2 separate regions of the Triticum aestivum genome follow, and region 2 is linked to region 1. The links are chromatin contacts, called in public HiCAR-type maps. All regions are on one chromosome and are shown on one strand. Each heading gives the region's core, a stretch centred on a gene start, on an enhancer-like site or on the middle of the called end of the contact. The rest is flanking DNA. Distances are from core to core; before and after follow the strand shown.

Region 1 (6,914 bases), core at 2,327-4,826:
CGGGACATACGGCGAAGGAGCCGCGGGGGCGCCGGACCGAGGATAGGCGCCGTGTGGAGGGCGCGGCGCGGGTGAGGAGCCGTATGGGACACCGTACAGAGGAAGACCACCATAGCCGACGTAGGCCGCGTGAGGGGCGTCGGTAACAGAAGGACCCGCTGCGGTGTAGGCGACAGCAGCAGGGTCGGACACAGCCGGGCGCATCATCGGATGCGGGGCGGCTGAGGGCGGCGGCGCAGGTACCAGCGGGTACGAGGCGGCCGGAAGAAGGGTAGATGCAGAGGGCGACGACGAGTGGCCGGCGCACTGGTGGCCTGCAGATTGTGTTGTCAGGGGGCCGAGCGAATCCGCCGTCTTGTAGGGCGCAGCCCCTCCATAGAGGAGAGCCGCGAGCGACGGCGGAAGGAACGCGTGGTTCGCGGCGACAGGGCGGAGACCCGCACCAGCGGCGGCAGTCGATGCGGCGGCGAGGGACGCTGCAAGGGCAGCGGCGGTGTCGGCGGGCGGATGCGTCATGACGGCGGCGACTGGCGGCGGGGGTGTAGCGAAGACTTAGGTTAGATCGGTAGGCGTGATACCATGTGAAACAACGGGTTTTAGGGTTTGTGGCACACCTCCAACGTGGGGTGGCCTTTGTATTATATAGAGGGTACATCATCGTGGACAAATACAGTTACAACTATAATACATGTAGGCCCAGTATATACAGAGTCTAAAAATGTTAAATTTCAATTTTTGTGTCTACAATTGACTTTTAAAAAAAAAAATCCGTTGGTTAAAAGCCGGCTGTTTTAGATGCAAAAACCGTCAGTTTCAACATTGAAACTAAAAACTTGTGCTCTCGTGCGCGATCGAACTACTGCGTGGCAAAACGAACGGGCGGCAGGACTTGGCATGTGCGTGCCCCTGCACTCGCGTGCCTCTGTGAATTTCCGGATGTTCTGTTCTAGTGTAGTTCGAAAGTGGCAAGGCAGATATACTAGAAGGGTGCCCTGAAAAAAAAAAGATATACTAGAAGGGAAATACTAGGCGGAGGAGGACGTGGGTGGTGTATCTAGCGAATGAAGGAAAGCAACGCAGGGTTTTGGACTTCGGGGGCGCGACAAAAGGCATGGGGCGGCTGTCCTTTGTCCCCATTGCCATCCATGGTGCTCTCCTGTCTTGTACCCCGGGCAAGCCCACGCCGCGCCTTGGCGTGGAGCTAGACGGCCGGGGAATTTCTCTGAAAGAGTGCACCCTCCCGCTTCTATTCTCCTTCCTTGAACACTAGTAGTAGTATGGTAATAAAATATCTAGAAGTAGTGGAGTAGTTTAGCGAAGAGCTAGGTAGAGACGGGACACTACCACCACGCCAGATCGGTGACCACGTAGCTAGAAAGCTTTCTGTACCGTTACCTGTAGCTAAGAAGCCCATGCTTTCGTGCTCGCAATTTCTTCCGGTTGCGTCATGGCAATCTGTTTTCGTATGATCGTTCGTTGTCATGGTTTTTACTCTTCTTGGTGCGTGCAGGCCTGAAGGAAACCGCTGGCCATAGCATTTGCCCCTGCTACTCTGGTACTACAAGGACGCACCGTGGTGCCACCCAGTGGCGGAGCTAGCGAAGAATGGTTGAGAGGACAAATGGTGAAATATAATTTTTTTAGGGGCCAAATACTGTATTTTTCTTAATTTGTACCACCCAAAATGAGTTTCTTCACATGAAATCCACAGGGGGGGGGGGGGGGGGGGCAATGGCCCCTGCAGCAATACAAGTAGCTCCGCCAGTGGTGCCACCGCTAATAATAGGCGGTAGCTTTTGGCGCACCCAATAAATGTAGTGGCAGGAGCCTTGTCTTGACGTGGCGGGAAGGTGGAATAATAAAGCGCGCATGTCCTCGTTATTCGTCCGCACCCCGCAACGCGACGACGACGCTGCAACAAAACAAAAGCAACACGCAGCGCTACACTACACCACGTCCAGTCGTCCTGTCCACCCTCCTGGCTGCGCTTTGAAAAACTGGCTAGCAAACAAGAGGATGAACCTCCGAGGCCTACTGTGCCTCTGCCTGTGTACGTGATGCACGTCATCGGGAGCACAAGTGATTCTTTTACAGTAGTATACGGAAATGAGGGGCGGTGCATGGCTGCTAGCTGGGCATGCAATGCAAACGGTACTCCACCCGGCCCCTTGTGCGTTAACGCTTTGCTGCTGGTAGTATGCAGAAAATGCGTGTGAAAGCGTACAAGCAAGCAAAGCTCCCTCGCTTTGTTTGTTCGGCAGAGTTAAGAGAAAAATCTACGGCCGATTGACTGTCAAAATTTTGAAAACTGCAGTGGTCGTACTACGGCCAGCCCGTCCCAGAAAATAAAAACAAATCCACAGATGAGCGGGAACACGTGGCGAGGGAATGGGGGAGGCAGAGTTTGGTGCGGACCAGGGAGCGAGCAGATTAATGGGTGTCGTCGCCTAGCGTTTTGGCACCGGGTGGTTTGTCCGGTGGCGATGGCGGTGGCGGTGGCGCCACCCACCCTCGCCGCCTCCTATTAAAACACGAGACGGCAACAAGTTTACGGAGGCGCTTTGGTTTCGTTTCGTGTGTCTTTTGGCGGGGGCGACGACGAAAACGGCCCATCATACATATCTACGACCAGTTTTGCGTAGCCGTGCTTATCCGTGATGATCTTTCTGCATTCTCACGTGGTAAATTGTTTATTGTTTTCTGCTGCGTATAGGTACGTTGTTCTCATCCCAGCTTAATTAGTGGGGGCGGTTTCTGCGAAAACCAGCTGTCCACATGCAAACGTACTCTGCACAGTGGTGACACGTATCTAAGCGTGCGTACGTGAGTCATGCATCTATGCAAATCCCCGGGAAAAAGGTGATATATATGCGGTCTACCACGCTTCCAGAAAGCTGCTGGTACGAGTACGAGTGAGCACCGTGGAAAACACCGGATAAATAAGACCGACCGACACAACCGACGAGCGCTACCAGGACAAAAAATCCGTCAAAGCCGGAAGCTACGTACGTAGATTCAGCTGTAGAGGAGCTTCATGCATGGCGCAGTGCCTACGCTCGCGACTCGTCACGCTTCCGCTCTCCTTTCGTTTCCTCCGCCCGGACAACAGAGCGGAGAACACTGGGTTGTCTGTTTGGCCATGTTTGGGGGGATTCGGACAATTGTTGCATGTGCTGCAGGCGGTCGATTTTTCTACGGTTTGACATAATAGTCATACTACTACTACCATGCGCATTCGGGCGGTTGTGACTAGCTATGTTCAACGGTGCTAGCTGCAGTGATCTATGGTACTACTATCAATTGCATTGAATCGGCCGTGAAGGCGTGAAAGGTGGCGCAGTTTAATAGGATGGACAGGTTGCACGCGATGGCACCTAGCACGTTCATTTGATTGATCATGTGGTGTTGTTTTCTCGTCAGCAATGAGTTTTTTTTTATCCCGACAAGTAGTCCAAACGTGGAGTGTCACCAACTTCCTTAACTACCGGTCAAAGCACATACACAAAATATGGCACTGGCATGACCCTGTCACGACCGGTCAAAGCACATACACAAAATATCCATACCCCGTGCACCGAGCAGTTCCCACTTGGGCCTTGTAAATCAAACCAATTTCGTCGTCTTGCCTTGCCCGTAGAGTTCAACGTCGATCGTTATTCTCAACGAGGTGGTGCAATTTCAACGCAACAAACAGACTAGTACATATGCGTGTTCAACTGGTTAACAAATGGTTCTGCGGACGGAAGCTGATTACTGAGCTATCAGTCGCCATGTCTGCTTCGCCGGAAACAAAAAGGAGATCAAGATATACACATTTTATAGAGCCGGCCGTATCATATTAGGACTGTGAATGCGACAACATGGCTTGGTAAAGTCGTCGCATGCATAAACTACACGTACGGGACAAGTCACAGGCCGGGGTACTGATGGGGAGAGTCGAGGGCAGGGTTTCAATCATCACATTTTTTGCCTCGATCGATGTCTACAAGCAGCCTGTTAATTAATTAAGATTTTAATCCAAGAATCTGATTTTTTTTGTACGAGCACAACAAATCTGACTCTAGCACAAGGACAGATAACATCCTCCAAGGAGTCAATGAAATACGTTGCGAGCGATATTCACGCAATGGCCACTTTCGCACAAACCAAATTTCGCTACCACCGTGTGGGTCATCAGCCACTCATCAGCCTAGCTAGTAGTCTGAAGATCTTGTGATGCAGAATCCTGGTTGTTTTCTCTGAGATCTCCAGTGAGAAACGCGACACCTGCATCCAACGACACCAGCCATCCAATGACGGCCCGACACGTGTGTGATCTGCGGTAGACCAACTTAAAAGGCTTATCGTGATGGGTGCCACAATCGGCTACAAACCGAATAGAAATTATTCGGAAACCGGGCCACCCACAGGGTGACGGCGGCCGCGTGCAAAGCGCACGGGCTGGCCCTTCCGGTTTCCCCCACTTCAGGTTAAGTGGGTATTTATCCCTTAACCCCTATTTCTATATAAAGTAACAAAAAGCTATCATTGTAACCCCTGATATTTGATTAATAAAGCTGGTCTTCTCCATACTTTCCTGTGTCATTTACTTTCATGTGTTCGACTACTTCGTCTACGATGCTCGCCATTGCTCCGCAATCTCGGACCGGACTTGCTGACGGAGTTGCGGAACACGTTATCAGCACGCTTCGCTCCATCAACTCTCCGTCAAGCCTGCGTCAAGCCTGCATCATGCAGGCTTTCGTCGATCCCGCGGAGGTGTAAGATCCGAACTCCACTTTTGCAAAAAAAATGGATTCCTCTCGTTACTGCGATTCCGTTTTTGCGATTAGTTTATTTTTCGGATCAATCTACCAATGGTGTGGATTTTCCTCCCAAGAACCGAGCTGACGAATACGTCGCCCCCTAATGTCGATGTTCTTGGATTAAGAGGGACTTGTTGACTGCACTGTATGGGAGTCGGTACAGATCGTAACCCAGATGGTCACGGTACCGCCGCAAAAGCACCTGCTGTGCCACGCGCCATCGAAGTTCCCGATGAACTCGACGAAGATTTTGACATCCCGAAGGCCTATTGCCGCGTCCTGCTGACGACGTCCCGTGATGGCCGCCGCCGCCGCGTGCGACGCCTGCCCCGCTGGCCGGCTCGTTGCCCCGTGCGACGCCCGCCCCGCTGGCCGGTTGTCGCCGCGCCGCGCTGGCTGCCGCACCCGTCCCCGCTGCACACTCGCCCCACCGTGTGCGCTGCTGGCCGTGGCTCCACTGGCCGTAGTTGCCGTCGCCGCACGCCGTAGATCGGCCCCGATGGTCGCCGCCCGGCTGCAGGCCGCCGCCAAGCGCGCGCTGGCCTGGCCGTGGCCGCGCCGCGCCGCGCCCCGCTGGCCGCGCCATGCTACCTCTTGAGCATGCGTTGGTTTTCCCTTGAAGAGGAAAGGGTGATGCAGCAAAGTAGCGTATGTAGTTCCCTCAGTTTTGAGAACCAAGGTATCAATCCAGTAGGAGGCTCCTAAAAAGTCCCACACACCTACACAAACAAACAAGAACCTCGCAACCAACACGATAAAGGGGTTGTCAATCCCTTCACGGTAAATTATGAAAGTGAGATCTGATAGAGATAATATGATAAGATAAATATTCTTGGTATTTTTATGATATAGATTGGAAAGTAAAAGATGCAAATAAAAGTAGATGGAAAACTTGTATAATAAAAGATAGACCCGGGGGCCATAGGTTTCACTATAGGCTTTTCTCAAGATAGCATAATTATTACGGTGGGCGAACAAATTACTATCGAGCAATTGATAGAAAAGTGCATAGTTATGAGATTATCTAGGCATGATCATGTATATAGGCATCACGTCCGCAACAAGTAGACCGACTCCTGCCTGCATCTACTACTATTACTCCACACATCGACCGACTCCTGCCTGCATCTAGACTATTAAGTTCATAAGAACAGAGTAACGTATTAAGCAAGATGACATGATGTAGAGGGATAAACTCATGCAATATGATACAAACCCCATCTTTTTATCCTCGATTGCAACAATACAATACGTGCCTTGCTGCCCCTACTGTCACTGGGAAAGGACACCGCAAGATTGAACCCAAAGCTAAGCACTTCTCCCATGGCAAGAAAGATCAATCTAGTAGGCCAAACCAAACTGATAATTCGAAGAGACATGCAAAGATAACCAATGATACATAAAAGAATTCAGAGGAGATTCAAATATTTCTCATAGATAAACTTGATCATAAACCCATAATTCATCGGATCTCGACAAACACACTACAAAAAGAGTTATATCGAATAGATCTCCAAGAAGAGGAAGAAGAACTTTGTATTGAGATTCAAAGAGAGAGAAGAAGCCATCTAGCTAATAACTATGGACCCGAAGGTCTGTGTTAAACTACTCACAACTCATCGGAGAGGCCTTGGTGGTGATGGAGAGGCCGTCTGTGGTCGATTCCCCCTCCGGCGTAGCGTTGGTGAAGGCTCCAAGATGGGATCTCGCGGATACACAAGGTTGCGGCGGTGGAAATAATTTCGTGTGGTGCTCCTGAATGTTTACGTGGTACGTAGATATATATAGGTGAAGGAAATCGGTCAGGAGAGCCATGAGGGGCCCACGAGGCAGGGGGCGCGCCCACCCTTACTGGGCGCGCCGGCCACTCTCGTGGCCGCCTCGGCTGCTTCTTGACGTCCACTCCAAGTCTCCTGGAGTGCGTTTGTTCCAAAAAGATCGCTCCCGAAGGTTTCATTCCGTTTGTACTCCGTTTGATATTCCTTTCCTTTGATATACTGAAATAGGCAAAAAAAACAGCAATTCGGGCTGGGCCTCCGGTTAGTAGGTTAGTACCAAAAATGATATAGAAGTGTAAAGTAAAGCCCATAAACATCCAAAACAGGTAAT
Region 2 (6,914 bases), core at 3,366-5,865, 170 kb after region 1:
CCGTTAGATGGTAGGATATTTTGGAGAGCTGGCGCGTAGCACAACAACGGTCGGATTTTAGGTTTGAATTTCTCAGGGCTATCATGTTCCTCACTATATAGGCAATCCGCAGTGGCGAATTCCTAACTCCTCAGTCAGAACAAATTACTCAGAGACCAGAAGATCTTCGTCTCTGTCACTGAAGAAATTGACTGAACTGATATGAGATTTCCAATGGCTTCACTCGAAAGGATTGGGTAGGTGTAGGATTTTGAGATGAGCATCACTTGGAAATCAGTTTCCTTAGTATTACCTCGACCCCCTTTAACAGTACAGTGTTTCCTATGACTGAAGAAAGAGAAAATGAAACTACAAAAATAAAAGTCCTGATGCTTCATAATCCTCGCATGAACATCCAAGTCTTCAAGGTCACACCAATTTCATCACTTTCAAAGTCTTCAGGAGAACCAAAGTCTTCAGCCGAAGACATTCATTTTTAGGGGTCGACTTTCACTGTAAATATCAAACTCATCATCGACTTCTAGAGCCTATGTACACTCACAAACATATTAGTCCCTTAACCTATAAGTCTTCAATACACCAAAATCACTAAGGGGCACTAGATGCACTTACAAGGACAGATGAACGGATGGTGACGGTGTTCGAGATGATTTACTAATTTCAAGGGTATGACATTGTTCGTTTGATGTCCGATTTCTCCTCCGCAGAAAGTAACCACAAATTTCTCCTTCTCTGTAGGAAGTAATCTCATATTTCTCTTTCTTTGCAAAAAGTAACCTCCCTATGTAAGATTTTGTTTGCTTTTCCTTGACCAAAAAATACAACTATTTGGTAATATCAATTTCTTAGTTAACAAAGGTAAACCGTCTGCAACATGCCAAGTATGTGGATTTAATTCATGTGAACCGAACCACTGTATGATTTTATTCCCAATTTGCAAACTTGACATACGGCATCTTCGCAAATCATTTCTTGTAGCTTCAATCGAATAGTTCTCCTAGATTGTACAGCAGGTCCTCTCATCCAGTAGTTTGATGGGGTTTTTTAGAGCGATTTTTTTATCTTTTGATATTTATTTCTGTTCCAAAAAAGTTAATTAGTGTATCAGACTGAAAATGATGTAAGGGTGGTCTGAAATTATTAAGAGTCACAGTTTTGTTTAGATTAAACTTTCTGCATGCAAGCATGCATGTGTTCTACTCCCTCCTTCCGAAATAGAAGTCTGTTTTGGAGATTTTAGTACGAACTACATACAAAGCAAATGAACAAATCTATCCTCTAAAATATGTTTATATTCATTCGTAGTTCATATTAAAATCAAAGTCATTCACATACATGAGCATACACTACCTCCCTATGGATGCACGCCCGCACACAGTACCCCTATGAGCACCTTCGATAGACTAAGCTGGCAGTCGACTGGATTTTACGAACTCATCATAGACACCTCGTAGTCGATGGGAATGTATCCTCCCATTGAATGAACATCACCGGAAGTCTGAAATAAATTCAAGAATAATGCGAGCAGCAATGTCAAATCTAGAACTTGAACTTTACTACGCTAGGGAAACAATGTTCCCCTAACCATCCAACCATAAATTGGTTCACCCTAGGACTCTACGTGAGGTTCACAATTTTGTTTGGATTAAACTTTTCCTTTTACTGAAACTCGCAGGAGCTCTGCTGTTTATGTTAAACTTGCTATGTGCATGTGCATGTGCTTGTGCATGCACGTGCTCTACTTATCTGTTCATATCGTGCCTTCCCTTTTTAGTTCTATATAAATGAATACTCGCTCCGTGTCAAAAACACTCTTATATTATGGGACGGAGGAAGTAGATTTTAGCAACACTGGTGAATTGATCTGCCGATCGATTGTCGGTCTGTCCCATCAATCATATTACTACTACCGGAGACTGACTGGAGAGGGCATATGCTGCATTTGCCGAAAAACGAGCAAAATCAAAATCGAGTGTGCTTTTGACTTGCGTAAAGGCTAGCTAGCCGTGACTGACTGGTTGATGACACGGCGTTGTAAGAGGGATGGCATACGTCTTGTCTCTGGCCTTTACGCCTTGGAAATCCCTGCCATGAAAAGCACAGGACACTTTCAAAACCTGCCACGAATTATTGGTGCGTAAATTCAGCCACGTAATCAAGTCAACTCAGAGCAAGAGCTCCATGAATCAACAGGCATACGTAGTGCATACGCTTGAGACTCGTCACGCTAGCAAGCTGCGTGCCCGGACGGTCGCTTCCTCTCTCGTTGCATTTTCTCTCATGGACGATGACACCGCGAAGAACAGTGCATTGGCTTGCCTGTTTGTCCGGAAGATTTTTGGAGCATTCGAATTGGATTCTCGCATGTATATGCAGGCCGTTGATTTTTCTACGGTTTGACCTGACCATCGGGCGTGACCCTGACCTTTGAGGACTGCGCTGCCACCGCCGCCTCACCACAGGGGCTTTGCCCCACGGCGTCCTCAGCGACGGCAGCGGTACTGGGAGGTGATGGACGGGGGGCTGAGGGCGGTGTGGACGGGGACTCCCCGGGCCGGCGCGGCGCCGTCGCCTCGAGGGAGAGAGGTCAGGGGAGGAGGAGAGAGGACTTATGAGAAGAGGTGAGAGGTCACGCAAGATGATCAAGAAATACGAGCAGACACAGTAGTAGTACCACATTTTCATCAACTCCTCTGAGGGTAGCTAGCTAGGGTCCTGCTAAAATACTACGATGTCGGTGTGTGTGGCCAAATAACGAATTGATTTTTCTTTTGGCAGTTTGCAACAAGTGCACTGCACAGAGGTGATGGATAGCAGACGTGAGCGGCTGTTAACTTGTAACCAAACAGCTCCAAGAGCGTACAAACCCAAATAAATTTGGGCTCATCGCTGGGCAACTTGTCCGGCTAAGAAACAAAGAACAAAGAAGACGAGAGAAGGGTGCAAAGAAACAAGACACGGAGAGGGAGAGAGATGAGAAAGCGGAGTGGGAACAAACGGACAGCGGCAACCACGCCGTGCCTGGCCTTGGCTTTGTCGGGGAGCAAGCTTTTGGGCGTCGGCTTTGAATTCGTTCACCGGCAGCGGCACCACCTGCTCGTGTCCCCGTCACGAGGCCGACGCTTTTGGTGTCGTTCGATGGTTGCCACCTGCGAGCAGGTCGGTTTCCTTCCGAACCCAACAAAACGCCATCCACAAGCTAGCGACCCCCGAGCCTATCCTATCCGATATGGACGCACTCTATCTATCCATCCACGGTGCCAGCGAATGCTCACAACCAAAAACCACGGGCAAAACAAAGGGATTTGAGGTTTCTATTTTGCCAAAAAAAAAAAAAAACTTCCTCCGAGCAATCCTTACGTTACGAGCGACATCCACGCAATGGCCACTGTCGCACAAGCCAAATTTCGCTACCTGGAGCCGACGTCGTGTGGGTCATCAGCCACTGATCAACCTGGCTAGTTGGAATGCTGTACACACAGAACTGGACATGATCGTCGGCCTATCCTGAAGAATTGCTTGTGATGCACGATCGTTTTACTTCTATCCTTCTGTTTTCTGTGGGATCTCGAGTGGGAAAACGTGACACCTTGATATCTTTGGTATTTGTTCGCTGAGAAAATACCCACCCATGCATCAGAGCTGACTCCACTTGCTTGGATTTATGTGACGGACACGTGCGTGATCAGCGGTAGACCAACTCAAAAGCCATATGGTGGTTGGTGCCACGATCGGCTACGAACCAAGCAGAAATTTCTGTAGTAGATGGAGCTGATTAACCGCTCGCGTGTCGCCGTACCAGCACACCGACAGGCGATAGCAAAAATCTACGTGTGTGTCAAGTTTGTTGCGTGCGATGCGACCGGACGGACACCGAGACGGGAGATTGGTGTTGATCAGGTGATGAGGGAGCAAATCAAAAGGCAGATCGGTATCGGCATGGGATTCAATCAATTCACCTAGAAAGTCTTGCTCGAGTGAGGTGTCTGATTAAACCGACCTGAATTTTGGAAGAACAAATTGTCCCTTGTGCAGATGGCAGGCAGGCTCGCTCTACCAAAGTTTCGTTGAAACCAAAGCCGGCCCTGAATTTCTTCTTGAGAAACATGTGTTCCTACAACACAATGTTCAGTTTGCAGCTACCGTTTTCAAACGCAAACAACACGGCGTTTTCAGTTTTGTTCGCTTGGACAAATGCATCAGGACTAGCACACATGATCTTGCAGCTGGAACTTGAGAGATCTCGAATGGTCTGCACTAAACTCTGAAGCGATCGACAGTCATGCTAATTTGGAGCACGTGTGCACCATGATACTGGCGGTGACCCATGACAGGAAGCCAACAGATATGGGTGTCGTACCGGATGCGTGAACGGTTGGACTAGTCGGCTAAACTAGTACTGTAGGTAGGTACGTAGGTGATTCACCAGATTCGACCAGCGACATGTAGATTTTCTGTTGTTTCCTTGCGTATATTGCCAGTCCACGAAAAGAGGAGGGGACATGGCACGCAAGTTGAACAAGAAATACTCAAGTTCTTTTTTGCAGTGCATACCACATGTTGCGGCAACTCCTCCTAAAGCTAGCTATGGTCCTGCTAAATACGGTGCAGGTGCGGCCAATAACGAATTGATGTTTCTTTTGGCAGTTTGCATCAAGTGCACTGCACACAGGTGATGGATAGCAGACGTGACCGGCTGTTTACATGTAACCAAACAGCTCCGATAGCGTCCAAACCAAATAAATTTGGACTCATCAACTTGTCCGGCTAAGCAAGAGGACGAGAGAAGCATACAACGAAACAAGGCGCAGAGTCAGGGAGAGAGTAGGATGAAAAGGCACGGCCCGTGGCATGGTAGAAAGGGGAGCCGGAACAAACGGACAGCGGGCCACCATGCCGTGCCTGGCCTTGTCTTGGAGCATGTTTTATCAAAAAGGATTCCCCCCCTTCGTATACAAAGCAACCAACCGAATCATACAGGAATAAGTGATGGGGCGGTAGTAGAACAATCATGCCCAAAAAAAACGACAGAGAAAAGCAAAAGAAACAAATGCCGACAACGACGGATCAACAAAAACGAAGAAGCCTCGCGATCGCACCGCCCACCAGGATCTTTCACTAGACTCCATGACTCCGAAGCGCTGGCACCTATCAACACCTCCAAGAAGGATCGCGACGATGACGACGCTGCTGTCAAGGATTTTCCCCAGTACACGACGAGGCGAGAGGAAGGGTAGCCCCGGTCGACGCCCTCCCGGAAGGTCAGGAGGCACCCACAGGCGCCACCGCACCGGTGTCGGCCATGCCGACAGGGGTTTCCCCCGATCCCAATCCGCACCTCAGGCGCCCAGGAGCCTGCCACCAAACCAACCACCACCGTGCGCCAACGCGGTCATGAAGCCCCCATGCCGTCTCACCACGGTACCGCGAAGTGAGGACAGCACGGCAAGGAATCAGAGCCGGGACTAGGGCAACAACCCGTCGGCACGCGGGAGGGCGCCGCCTCCATAGTCAGCGACGGTAGCCATCTGGACGCAATAGCACGAGCACACTAGGCCCGTGGGCCCACAGGCCCGGCCGAGCCCTCGTGGCCCCGTAAAGCTCTCGCCTTCGCGCTGCTGCCGGCACGCCGTCGGAGCCGTCGCCCAAATCCGAGCTGCTCCTCCTCCTCACCGCGCCGCAGACAACGAGGACACGCCCGGGGACCGGCCCGCTAGTACCCAGATGGGGCCCTAAGGGCCCAGATCTAGGCCGGGCGCGCCGCGAGCCAACCAGTGCCACCAGGCCGCCCCGCCGCCAAAGGACGGCGCTACCACCATGCCGGGCCGCCGCCGGTCGAAGGGTACCCACCGCCAGCCCTGACCCCGGGTCAGGAGGTGCGCGCGCGGGGGAAGGAAGGACCCGCCGCCGCCAGCCCGCCCGTCCAGATCCGGGGGGCTCCGCCGGCGACGGCGGGGGGAGGAGCACGGGGGAGGGGGGAGGCGAGGAGAGCGATGGGGGCCACCCCGGCCGCCCCACAGGGAGGCGGCGCGAGCGTGGGGTCGGGGGAGGGAGGGGGTCGTGCTGTTTAGGGAGATCTTGGAGCATGTTTTTGGGCGTCCGCTCTCAATTTGGACGCATCGCAGGATCCTGTGGATGCCGTCACCGGCACCACCTGCTGGTGTCTCGGTCACGAGGCCGACGCTTTGGTGTCGTTCGATGGTTGCCACCTGCGAGCAGGTCGGTTTCTTTCCGAACACAACAAAACGCCATCCACAAGCTAGCGACCCCCGAGCCTATCCGATTTGGACGTACTTATCCATCCGGGCACCAGGCTCCCAACCAAAAACCACGGATTTGAGGTGATTTACTTCTTGTCTTTGCCCCCGGGCAGCTAAGCTTTGGGCGAGCGGCGACGAAGGGGCTGGGCAGGCAAGAAAAGCAGGCAGGGGAGAGCGTGGCACGGGCTGGACTTTTGAGGCCTTGTTCGTTTGTTTCTCTGCCCGCTCTCTCCTGGCTGCTACCCGCAAGCGCCAGCGCCAAACGCGAAGGACAACCATGGTGATTGTCCTCATCCCAGTTGGAGTTACCACCTATGGCGTGGCGTGGTGGAATAGGATCATCTCTTTTCATTTGTGTTTGTGTTTGGCAGCATGCGTCCAAGCGGCATGGCGTGTGATTCTTCAGTATGCCTCTTCTTTCAAACTCTCTTTCTCTCCCTCCCTCCCGTGCACTCTACGCAAGAATCACAAGTTTCGTTAAGATTAAACTTTCGGCATGCATGTGCTGTATGCCTTCCCGTTTTAGTTCAAATTAATACTAAGATTTAGCAAGGCTGAAGAAGTGATTTGCCTATCGATTGGATCATTTGGTGTGGTTATCCATCCACCGGTCGATCTCTCTCATCAATCATATTATTAATGGAGACTGAAGAG

The links. HiCAR-type assays count read pairs that join an accessible place to other places.
Region 2: a HiCAR-type map of leaf shows a contact between it and region 1, with 2.8 times the contacts expected there. The contact joins two enhancer-like sites. A contact is called at or near these places in 2 of 5 Hi-C or Micro-C datasets (both in leaf) and 1 of 1 datasets of contacts at active chromatin or transcription factors (leaf).

Annotation. Positions count from the first base shown.
Region 1 is chr3B:790,730,320-790,737,233 of IWGSC CS RefSeq v2.1, forward strand. No RefSeq gene overlaps it. Among protein-coding and RNA genes, the nearest start is that of LOC123072458, 140 kb to the left of the region's middle. Within about 2 kb of position 3,577, at least 4 of the 8 cell types and tissues checked have an H3K27ac peak or open chromatin away from gene starts, as enhancers often do. A contact at or near this core is called in leaf, where this site is marked.
Region 2 is chr3B:790,898,131-790,905,044 of IWGSC CS RefSeq v2.1, forward strand. No RefSeq gene overlaps it. Among protein-coding and RNA genes, the nearest start is that of LOC123072460, 180 kb to the right of the region's middle. Within about 2 kb of position 4,616, at least 2 of the 8 cell types and tissues checked have an H3K27ac peak or open chromatin away from gene starts, as enhancers often do. A contact at or near this core is called in leaf, where this site is marked.